Linked DNA regions of Rattus norvegicus: region 1 is linked to region 2. The links are chromatin contacts, called in public Hi-C maps. All regions are on one chromosome and are shown on one strand. Each heading gives the region's core, a stretch centred on a gene start, on an enhancer-like site or on the middle of the called end of the contact. The rest is flanking DNA. Distances are from core to core; before and after follow the strand shown.

Region 1 (5,636 bases), core at 2,459-4,958, 120 kb after region 2:
AGCAGAAACTTCTGCCACTCCAGCCTTTTCCTGTCCTCTCCCAGTCCCAGCCCTGTCACTGCATTTCTCCAGAAGACAAGTGACCTTGCGATACAGAAAGCAGAGGTGACTTTTGCTACTGATGCTTTTTCCAAGATGAAATTTCTTCAGCGGCAGCTCCAGGCTTGGGGACGCCAGCAGGGCAAGGTTTTTCAACCTTCCTAACGCTGTGACCCTTTAAGACAGTTCCTCATGTGGCGACCCCATACTATACAATTATTTCGTTGTCACTTTAGCACTGTAGTGGGCCTACTGTTAGGAACTGAATGTAAACATCTTTGGAGACAGGTTGAGACCCACTGCTGTAGTAGGTCACCAGGATTTCCCTTTGGCTGTGGCTTCTGCAGGAAAGGGATGGGGCAGATTCATCTCTGGGGTGCTCCAGTGTCCTCTATTCCCTGAGGTTTCATGCACTCGATATGCTGGACACTCTACCCACCTACTACACCCCCCCTTCTGCTTTTTCTCCAGCCTGGGGCAGCCCTAGCCATCCAGTCCTGCACTCTCGGGGCTCCGGGACACTCCCCCACTTCCCTTCCTCTCCCCAGCCTCTGGGTTTTAACTGAATTCTGGTGCAAATGTTCCAGTCTCCTCCCCAAACAGGTTAGTTTCCTCTGTCATCTCTCAGCAACACTCAGTGGCTTCCTTGTCTGATAAAAACTGCCCATGACACTCGTGTCAGCCCAATCCAGATGAAAGATGTTTTGTTTTGTTTTTTAACCATAGCTGGCACTGTGGCAAGTTCCAAAGCAGCTGTGCCCAACACCACCTAGCCCAAGGTTCTTAGCTCTGTTCTCTCCGATCTCAGCCTTGCCAGGGCTCCTGTATGACTCAAGTTCTGCAGGGCCTTCTGCAACTACCCTGGCCGTGACCCTACCCTTGCAGGCCTCCTTGCATGTCCCCTCCAAATGTCCCCTGGCTATACCTGTACCCATCTGCGCCTGCCCTGCCCCAGACCTCTTAGGGCTGGTAGAGATGAAGTGGAAACAGAATCCAGCAACTCCAGTGGAAGCAGCTTTGGCTTTTTAATAATTTAAGACTGACACCTGTCCAGGCATCTAGAGTCCTGAACCCTTGAGCAGCGTCTGAGCTGAGCAGACTGCCCTATGCCTAGGTGGGATGGCCACCCCCCACCCCCCGCTCACAGCCTCCCTACCTGCTGCCCACCCACAGCTGCCACCAGGGAGGTCTGGATAGAAACCCTGCAGCTGGGGGACAGCCAGACACCAGCTGCAGCCCTGTCTCCAAGCTGGACAAGAGAACAAAGACCAAGGCCCGCCCAGGCCAGGCCACAACTAGGCAGGGGTGGAGGCAAAGAGTGGGCTGGGCTGACCCCCCACATCCTTCGTACCATGGCCATACTTGCTGCAAATGGCAATAGTTTCATTTTTCAACTTTGTGTTGGTCGTAAAAATTCCTAGTAATTCTTAATACTCTGGCTCCCAGATTCTTTCAGAAGTTCGCATACCCAGAAGGGGCACAGAGCTCCTGACAGGCCATACTTCACAGAACACACAGTTAGGAATGTGTGCTCCTGGCTGTCAGGCTGTGCCAAGACACTGAGCCCTTTCTGGATCAGAAGCAAAGTGTCATATGGGAACCAAGCAAGCTACGGCTGAAAGAGATGGGGCGCAAAGCCAATGTGGCCACGCTGTGTCTGGTGTGCTGGGGGCTGGGGAGCCTTTTCAGCGAGTGTGGCCAAAAGCTGAAGCTGGCTCTCAAGGGCCAGCTTTCAAGGGCCAACTCAAGGATTAGTCAGTTGCTGTCCTCTCTAGCTCCAACAAAGGAACATGGCAACTTCTGTGAAGGAAGAAACCAGTATTCCCTGTCCCCAGACCTGTATAAATTAGTATCCTGAATGGGCACAGGTACCTCTTCCTACAGGTGGCCCATCAGAACAGCTTCTGCCACACCCAGACAGAGGCTGATCTGTGAACTGCATTTTACATTCATGGTATCTCTGGGTGGCACGTTTCTAGCCCCTCCTACTGTGTGTGTGGGTCAGGGGTCCTGAAGGAGCATCAGCAAGAACAGCAGTACTTCTGGGTCACTGGGGGACAGGCCGTTGTCTCAAGACACGAATCGACAAGCTCTCCACACGCACCAGCAGCTCGTTGATGTGAGCCAAGCCCAGCCCAGCAACCTTGGCCCCGTTCATCTCCAGGATCTCATCCCCTACCCCAAGGAGCCCTGAGTACAGCTTGGCCGTATCCAGGTCAGCCATGTCCTGCACATACAGCCCTGTAAAGGAAAGGGAGGCGGGATGAGAAATCATGCAGAAAACAGTGACATGCCCCTTACAACTGATATCATGTGTCCCCTGTAATCCCCTACCCCACACTTAACCTCATTTCTCTGTGGCCTCTTTCAAAACAGCAAAACCCATGCAAATGATGCTTGAAGACGTTATCCATCTTCTGTTTAGTACGAAGGAACTAATCTTACCCTTTTCTGATAGCAGCTTTTCGGATAGCAGTGTGCACTGTGCTGCTCAAGTGACCCAGGCCCAAAGGCCAAGGCAGGGGACACGTCACTGGAGTATGAAGAGACCAAATCTGGTCCAGAGTCCCTGGCCTCAGGGTCACTCAGTTCCTCACTTGGGCTTTGGTGGCATGTGGCCAAAGTCCATGGAAAATAGATGCCCACATCTACAATGTACTTGCCTGTTTCTTGCACCCTTCGCTCTACCACTCCAAGAGGCTCACCCTGGCCAGCATGATCATTTCTTGGGTTGTAAAATGATCAAACCTGTCAGGGACTCGTGGCTGGCTCCCAAGAAAGCCGTGTTGTAGGAGAGGCCATGGGGGCTTGGGCTGACAAGGCAGGTCTCCAGCCACTGCTGCCACAGCAGTGTCCACCTGAGAGCTGGGCATCTCTGGGGTTCTCCGTCAGCTGCCCTGAGCTGACAGCATATATGGGAGGTTCCTCTGGGGAAAGCTGGAGCCCACTACCATTCTCTCTGTGCGAGCACAGCCAGCCGCTAAGGACAGAGGGGGACAGCCTTTGCGAGTGGCTCTCCAGCAGCTGACAACACAGTGGGGTCTGGGGACAGGTGAGCAGTCCTGACCCCTTCACATAGTGGCTGTCCACATGATACCTTCTCCCAGGCCTTTCCCTAGTCAGGTGCTTGGCACTGGCAGGATGTCTGTTCTGGTGCGTCCATCTCTGGCTTGCAGCATCGTGGACTGTGGGAGGTGGTACCTTGCCTTATGGACCCAGAGGCTCCCCCTTCATTGTAGCCCTGGGTCCCAGAGAAGCCAGCCTCTGAATATGGAGTCTACAAGTCCTTTACTAAAGGTCTGTGGCTATTTGACCCATTTGTCTGAAGTGTGGCTGTCCCTTTTGGAGCCTTTCCATTGAGGCCCCGTCTCCAAATAACCAAGTGCTTACAGTTCTTTGGCAGAAGGCTTTCCCAGTGAGATCCCACCCTGTCCTTGGTCTCCTTTCGTGCTGCTTGAACAGCTAACCTGCTGGGTCTACAGGCTGGTGGCAGGGAGAGCAGAGCCACCCCTACCTCCCATGGGAACCCACAGGAGTGTTTGGTATGCAGCAGGAGAGGCAGGTGGGGAGGAATGACAAAACCCAAAAGAGTGTAGCCACCCAGACCAGACACTGACGTCACTGCAGCCATTTTAGGGAGACCTGGGTAGGCTTCCCAGCTGAAATCGTGACTGGGAGGCAACTCTGGCACATGGTCTGCTGGAGACAGCCTTTGTTAAGGATGTTAGACGCCTATGTGGTAGCTGGTTAGAAGCAGAAGGCAGGGCCTGCTGTTTTCGTGGGTGTGGTGTCAGATGAGATACGTGCCACATTCCTGACTCAGCTTAGCAAGGGGCCAGGGCAGCCCCAGACCACGGCTCCTCTCCTCCGAGGCACAGGGAACTGGCCTAAGCAGGTAGAGGAAGGCCTGAGGTAGAGTGCCAGCAGCCACCACACTGCCTAGCGTGAGACCCCTGTGTGACATATGGTGGCCAAATACAGCAGCAAGAGCGGCGCACCACCTAGTCAGCCTGGATGGCACTCAGTCTGGCTTCCTAAATGTCAGTTCCCTGTTTGCACTGACATCTGACTCTCCCTAGGTCCAGACTGGGGAGGCCCACACCATTCCCAACCACACATGTTTCCTCCCTCCCTCCCTCCCTCCCTCCCTCCCTCCCTCCCTCCCCCCTCTTTCTGTCTCCCTCCCAACTCTCCCAGAAAGTTCAGGTCCCACTAACTGCAATGCAGTCAAATTATAGGCTCCCCCCCCCCACCATCTCCATGGCGACCCTCATGCCATCTGCCATTTGCTCTGTCTCCTGGACTCTAGACATCAGGTCAGTGCCCTTTCCTGTCCCGTTGTGTATTCTCAGCACAGCTAGCTAGCACCTGTCTGTTCTAAAATCTCTTCCAGTAGATGAAGGTGGATCCTCTCCCACTCGGTGAGAAAACTCCAGGTCTCTTAGGACAGGACAGCCTGCAGCCTGCAGCCTCTCTGAGCTCAGCTCCCAGCCAACCTGGTTTCCCTAATGGCAAGGACCATGGCCCTTTAGGACCTTCACACTTGGTTGCCCCTCTCCTCGACTCTCATCTCCTGACCCCACATAGCTCCCCCCTTCTTCTGTCCTGCCTCCACTCGAGTGTCATCTCAAGCCTGTCTACCCAGTTCCGGCCATGCCTGTTTTATTAATCTCTGCTTTTGGGTGCCTTTCACTATGCCGCGCCTGTGATAGAAAACATATGAAACAAACATGTAGTTCTGGCCTGGCACCCTTGCTGGAGTGCACACTTGTGAGGTCTGCTGCGCTGTGACCCCGGCATCCACGAGCCTTACAAGCAGGCACCTGGCACATTCACTGACAGAAGCTGAGTGGTGAACAACAGGGCAGGGGCTAGCACACACGCTGTGCTGCAGAAGCGGCAGCAGGAGGGCTTTCACAGTTAGACAGCCTTGGCCTAGGAGACAGTCGAGCAGGAAGGACTACCTCCCCTCGGCAGGGCACAGCAGCACAGGCTCCTGGGCTTCTCTTCTCAAGTCATCCCTCCCTCCTCTGCCCAGTCTCCCCGAAGCTAAGCCTACCCTGGGGATAGCTTTCAGGGGTTCTTGTACCCAAACACATTCAGGACCATGGGCTTAGCCTGGGCAGGTCAGGTTGCCATGAAGGATTCCTGGATGTAGAGGGGCCAAGAAGTAGTCAGAACTCACCAATATTGCTATTGAATTATCTTACAGTGGGCAACCGAGCCAGGCACCTGGAGCCACCGTCCATGTGAACAAAGCCTCCAGGAGCTGGGGAGGGAGGACTGTGGACAGGACTGCAGACAGGCAGGCCCACTCCACAAGCCCAGACACACCAGCTGGAGGACCGGACGGTTGGAATACATCAACCACATCAAAGCAAAAGCAGAGAACTGGCATGCACAGACAGTTTTCCTCTGCCCCTCTGGAACAGCCTTGAAGGCGCTGATCTCAAGATGTCACAGGGCGGCTGGGGGACATTGGAGTCAAATCTGCCAGCTCCACCCCCTCAGCAGGGGCGGCTCCTGGGACCTGGCACCCAGGAAGAACTTCTGGAAGGACAAGGGGAGCTTTTCCCCATTGCCTAGAAGGAACTTGA
Region 2 (5,175 bases), core at 2,406-4,905:
AGTGTCAGGACTAAGGCATGAAAATGCAGGCACTCTGGCTCCAGAGCCCATGCTATTGCACCATTCATTTCCTGCAACAACAAAAAGACAGACGGGACACCTTTTCCCAGTTTACTTCTGTAAATTAAGCAGACACGTGGTCCCACGGCTCATCTTTGTGCACAACTAAGGATGAAGAGGGGCCTTAGTCTCTTCTGAAACAAGCACACAACTCTCTTCACACCAAATGTGACCCCTTTCAAATACAAAGCACACCGAGAGGGCGGGTCAAGCATAAGTGCATGCATGCAAAGGAAATGGCTGCAGAATGAAGGCCGGGGACACCTTCAGTTTAAGATCCACTTAATGGATCCTTAGTAGTTATAATAGAGCTTAAATAGCTAATTTCTGAAAGAAAACAACTGAATAGTGCCCTGATTAAAGCGTGTTTTATCCTATGTATTATGTACATACTATTGTGGTGATGGAGTAGGAAGGCAACAGCTCTCCTCCTTAAAGAACCAGTCATAATCTTAAAGAGCAAAGCAATGGCCTATTCAACTATGATAATTCATATAGAAGTATACACACACACACACACACACACACACACACACACACACTCTTAAACTAAGGCCAAAGAGCATATTTCCTATGCTCCTTTTGTCTCTTTCCTGTTTCTGCCTCTTAAGCATTCTACTTAGTTAGAAACTAGTGGCATCTTTTGAAGAACTAGCAATTATATTTAAAACTGAGTGTCTAATTGGTTTGCTCCTAAGAGATTACCTCTTAAGTACTGAACGTTTTGCCTCAGACAAAACGGTCTCTTTAAATTGTCTTGGCTGTCATCTGTTTATCGTGACCAAAACCACTTATGTCATCATGTAGGGTGACAAGAGCAAATCAGGAAGTTCTGCTACATGAGAATTAAATTTACCCAACCTTCCTTAGTCTCCTTCTCTGGTTTGATACACATAATTTCACTTTCAACATTTACTTTCTACAACTGAAGACAAATGTCAGCCTTGACATCTAATGGAACACGAGTGATGAACCTGAACATTTAGAGAAGTCAATCTCATCGGTTTCTTCATGACTGGTCCTACTAAGACCTCTAAAGTTGCTTTCTAAACCCCACTCCCACCCCAATTCAAATCTACAAAGTGACCCATGGTCTAATAGATTACCAGATCTGTTTAGGAAACAAAGTTTTGGTGGAAATACTTGATATTGGAAAGGCTGTAAAACTTGGCGTTTAGTATTATTTAATATTAAAGATTCCATCAAGTCAAACTATAGAAAACCATGACTACAGAGAAAGCTGTTTCAGTGGCAGGTTTCAAACTGCCAGTCATTAATTCCAGTATCTATTAGTCCTGTGAATGGGGATGTGCGTGAAAACAAAAAAACCAAACCAAACCCTTAAACGTGTCTCTCTTGATACTTATTCTAGTCAGCCAACAATGTCCCTAGCCTGTGACTGGCTGATACGAAGAACCACACCTTCCATTTCCCAGCCTGGCTGCCCCTCCCCCCACCTGGTTGGAAACCCAGACAAGTGATTACATACATACAAGCAGGTAGTGGAGTTGCTTCAAAATATTTAATACGTGTTAGACACGTAAAGTTACATTTTTATACAAAAATCAATACAGAGGAGGAGAAAATACTGTACAAAAACCTTATCAGCTCCCCCAACCTTTATACAACAAAGACTGGAGTCACCGTATCTACAAAACCATAAGGTCCTTCCACTTAGAGCTCGTCTGTAAACTTTGTTTCATTAAACACTTTTTAAAAGCACTGTGTAGTAAGTTCTGAGCTAGAGCTTTTAAAAATATATCTTTTTCTCTATAAACTCCATATTTCCAAGCTTGAACTCTTCTGTGAAGTTCAGCAAGCTTTTTTTCCCCTGTGGGGAATTGAAGGTCCCTTAATGTTCTGCTTTCCCAGAGTAATCACAGGGTAGAAGCGCTTCTTCTGTGCCAGAGAAAGATGGGGAGGAAGAAAAATAATACAAGTCTCTACTCCAGACGAACTCCCTCTAGTCTGGGGAAATCCTGTGAGAAAACGCCACTCCGCGCCCCGGTGTGGTCCTAGCTTTCAGGAGAGAGGTTGTGTGTAAAGTCCCTCTCTTCCCCAAGATCGATCGGGGAACTCCCCTGTCTCGAACCTTTCAGCAGCTTCCTTTTCTGTGCTGCTGGCAGAGGAAAGTCCCTGTTTGCACCCCCAAAGTCTCGAGAACGGGGAAGGGGTGGTGCATTCCAGAACCACAGAATCGTCTCAACACAAGACAAACTTACACATGGACACACACTGATACAAAAGTTAACGATCGATCGTCCTCTTCCAATAAGCCTCCCACTCTAGGTCTCAGGATGAGACTCGAGAGCCACGGCCCAGCCGGGCTGCCCCTTCCGGGGCGATGTGCTGCCCGGCAGCAACCAGTCTCCCTTACGCGCCCAGCGCCTACGGTCTCGGCTCGTCCTCGCGGCCGGGAAAGGCCCCGGCCGCACTTCGGGGACTCCCGCTGCTCAAGCTCCAGCCGCTCAGGTCCCGGGGGATCAGAAGGCCACGATGGCTGTGCTCCAGGGGCTCATGTCTCTCAGAACCGGCTTGTCGCAGCAGATCTGCCCGGGCTCGGAGGCTTCCGGGCCGCCCTCCTCCGCCTCCTCTTCCTCCCGCCCGGCCGCAGGGCTTTTCCGTAAGAGTCCCGAGAAGCTAGACCCGAAGATGCTGATGAGGTTTGCCACGTTCCCGGTTTCCATCTCCTCGTCGGTGTCCTCCTCGTCGGTGACCGGCTGCTCCTCGGAGTTCCGGCGCGGCTTCTTGAGAGGGGTAGAGCCGGGCGCGGAGCAGCCCGCGCGGCCGCCACCCACTCCCGCTGCGCCACGCTTCCTGGGACACGGGGCGGCTGGCGCCGGGGACCCGTTCTCTGAGGACCGCTCCTCCACGGCCGACGGACAGCCACACGGGCGGCGCAGTGCCCGGGGCCCCTCGGAGCACGCGTCCGAGCTGCCTCCAGAAGGCGCCACGCGCGGACGTTCCACGCGGCCCCAAGCAGCTGCCGCCGAGTCCTCCTCTCCGCCCCGTAGAGCGTCCTCCGCTCCGGACACCGCGGCCACCGGTTCTGGGCTTCCCGCTCCCGGCGTGTGGCACACCGAGGGACGCTGAGGCTGAGGCTGAGGCTGCGGCTCGGGCTCCGGCCAGGCGGCGCGGGCGACCGGTGGGGGCGGCTCTCCCCAGCCAGATGGTGGCCCCGCTACCGGCTCTCCGGGCTGCTGTGGCGGCGGTACCGCCGGGGTCCCCGCAGGGCCGGCCAGGTAGAGGCCAGGGCAGGGGTCACTCAAGTAGACTTGGCGGGCGCTGCGCAGCACTAACGACACCAAGAGGTTCTTGTGCAGCTTGATGCCGCCGCGCTGGACCCGCGAGTTGTAGATCTTGCCCAGGGAGATGCTGACGATACGGTGAGCCTCCAGCTTGAACTCCATCCTGCCTCCTCTTCCAGACGACGGGGTGAACGCCTGCTTGCCTTCTAAAGCTGAGAGAGGCGCGAGAGGCAGGAACAGGTTCGCCTCTGTGGTTGTACCCTCAGCGTGTGAAAGCTCGGTGGAGAAAAGATCTAGTGATGCGTAGTTCCCTCCGCCTTTTCTCCTCAGTCAACAGACCCGTTCTGGGCCAGCCTCTAAACTGAGCGGTGCGGGGCCACACCGCGGTTTATATATGCTCCGCGAACGCCAATCACAAAGCGCCGCCAACCGTTCTGGGCGGGCCGATGCGCCTCGTGCGCCACCCCCGGCCAATCAGAGGCAGAGGAGGAGCCCCGGGGCCGGTTCAAACGTTAGTCCCGCGGAGCAAGCTCTTAAAGGGGGAGATCGCAGGCGACCCTTTGATCAAGTGCGGTGGGATTTGTGTTCTGAGCGGGTGATGTGGTAGAACGAAGCACACAGAACTGTTTGTAGTTAGGAATTCCGCTTTGTGAAGTACATTGGCACACTGTAAGGAACCGAACTATTGGGGCTTTCATCCGTTTAGTGTGTTGGAATCTACTGCACAATAAAGTTCGGTTCCTTTCATGAGCAATTTCCAGCTGCTTACAGCTGGTACAGCTGTAACTTCTGGTCATTCTTGGCAGAAACGGAAGCGATGGCAATATATGACAACTACCACGATATATTTGAGATATTATTTTGGAGTTAGTCCCTTTCCCATTAGCGTTACACTCAGCATTTGACTACAAACAAAAAGGGGAGTTTATAGAAATTTCCAAGCTTCTGCTTTATCAAGGAACAGAATTCAGGCACAAAGTTATTGGTTCTCGTCCAAAGCTGGCATATTTCATTCCATTCCTCAGATTCTCAGTTGTCAGTATAGATTAAATGAAGATGTTACCTACTTTTCCACAATGGTTTTGTCTGTTTAAAAAAATGCACAGTAAGTAATTGATCTATTCTTGGGGAAATCTAGTAAGTTCTAAAAATACAAATAAAGAAGTTCTGGTTCCCCATATTGATTATGTAAATTTGTTTTGTGTCAAGTATGGGCAAAAGTTCCTAAAATTTTCCTGGTTAGTCAATGTAGTCCATCCACTGAGTCTTACAAATTCCTGTCAAAAAGACCACGACAAGATGGTACTGGTGCCTGATGACTCAGTAAATTGCCTCATGGCCCTTTAGTTTCAAATCTAAAAAGGAAAAATCATGTATATACCTTCTTTATTATACAGAAGATAAATGACAGCTCCCAGAGGTAATCTAAATAATAAAATTAACCACAGCTTACACAGAGTCTATTAGTGTGAAAAGTTTACCTCATCCTACAGTAGGGTTTTCCTAACCAATGTATTTATGTAGAAGAAACACTAGTGAGGTAGGCTTGATTAGAGCTGGTTAACAACTAGGATGCGCTCAGATATGATGCTTTGGGGTGCTAGCTTTGGCCATTATCCCTGCTATAACTGAAGCCCAGGGTTCCCCCCTTCCAGGAATTCTCAGTCCACATAGAGAAGGAGAGAAAACATTTATAACATGTAGCAACCACAACGTATGGTCAGTAATAACATGAGGTTCTTCTCCATTTTCTCTCCTTAAAAAAATTTTTTTACAAATATTTATTGAATATTGAAATCCAAGTCTGCATCTAGATCCTGACCACTCACCCTTAAAACAACAGAGGGGTGTGTGTGTGTGTGTGTGT

The links. Hi-C and Micro-C count contacts between places; a contact is called where the count stands out from the background.
Region 1: a contact with region 2 is called in a Hi-C map of prefrontal cortex, with 2.1 times the contacts expected there. The contact joins the enhancer-like site here to the promoter of Ier5 in region 2. A contact is called at or near these places in 5 of 12 Hi-C or Micro-C datasets (the A7r5 cell line, Schwann cells, frontal cortex and 2 more).

What each region holds. Positions count from the first base shown.
Region 1 is chr13:69,938,188-69,943,823 of GRCr8, forward strand. Kiaa1614 (KIAA1614 homolog) reads right to left here. Exons shown (of 10, transcript NM_001427644.1): 10 at 1,041-2,280. The coding sequence ends at 2,087. Among named protein-coding and RNA genes, the nearest start is that of Kiaa1614, 31 kb to the right of the region's middle. Within about 2 kb of position 3,709, at least 20 of the 93 cell types and tissues checked have an H3K27ac peak or open chromatin away from gene starts, as enhancers often do. A contact at or near this core is called in prefrontal cortex, where this site is marked.
Region 2 is chr13:69,818,887-69,824,061 of GRCr8, forward strand. Ier5 (immediate early response 5) reads right to left here and starts at 3,656. Exons shown (of 1, transcript NM_001025137.3): 1 at 1,564-3,656. The coding sequence starts at 3,470. The coding sequence ends at 2,544.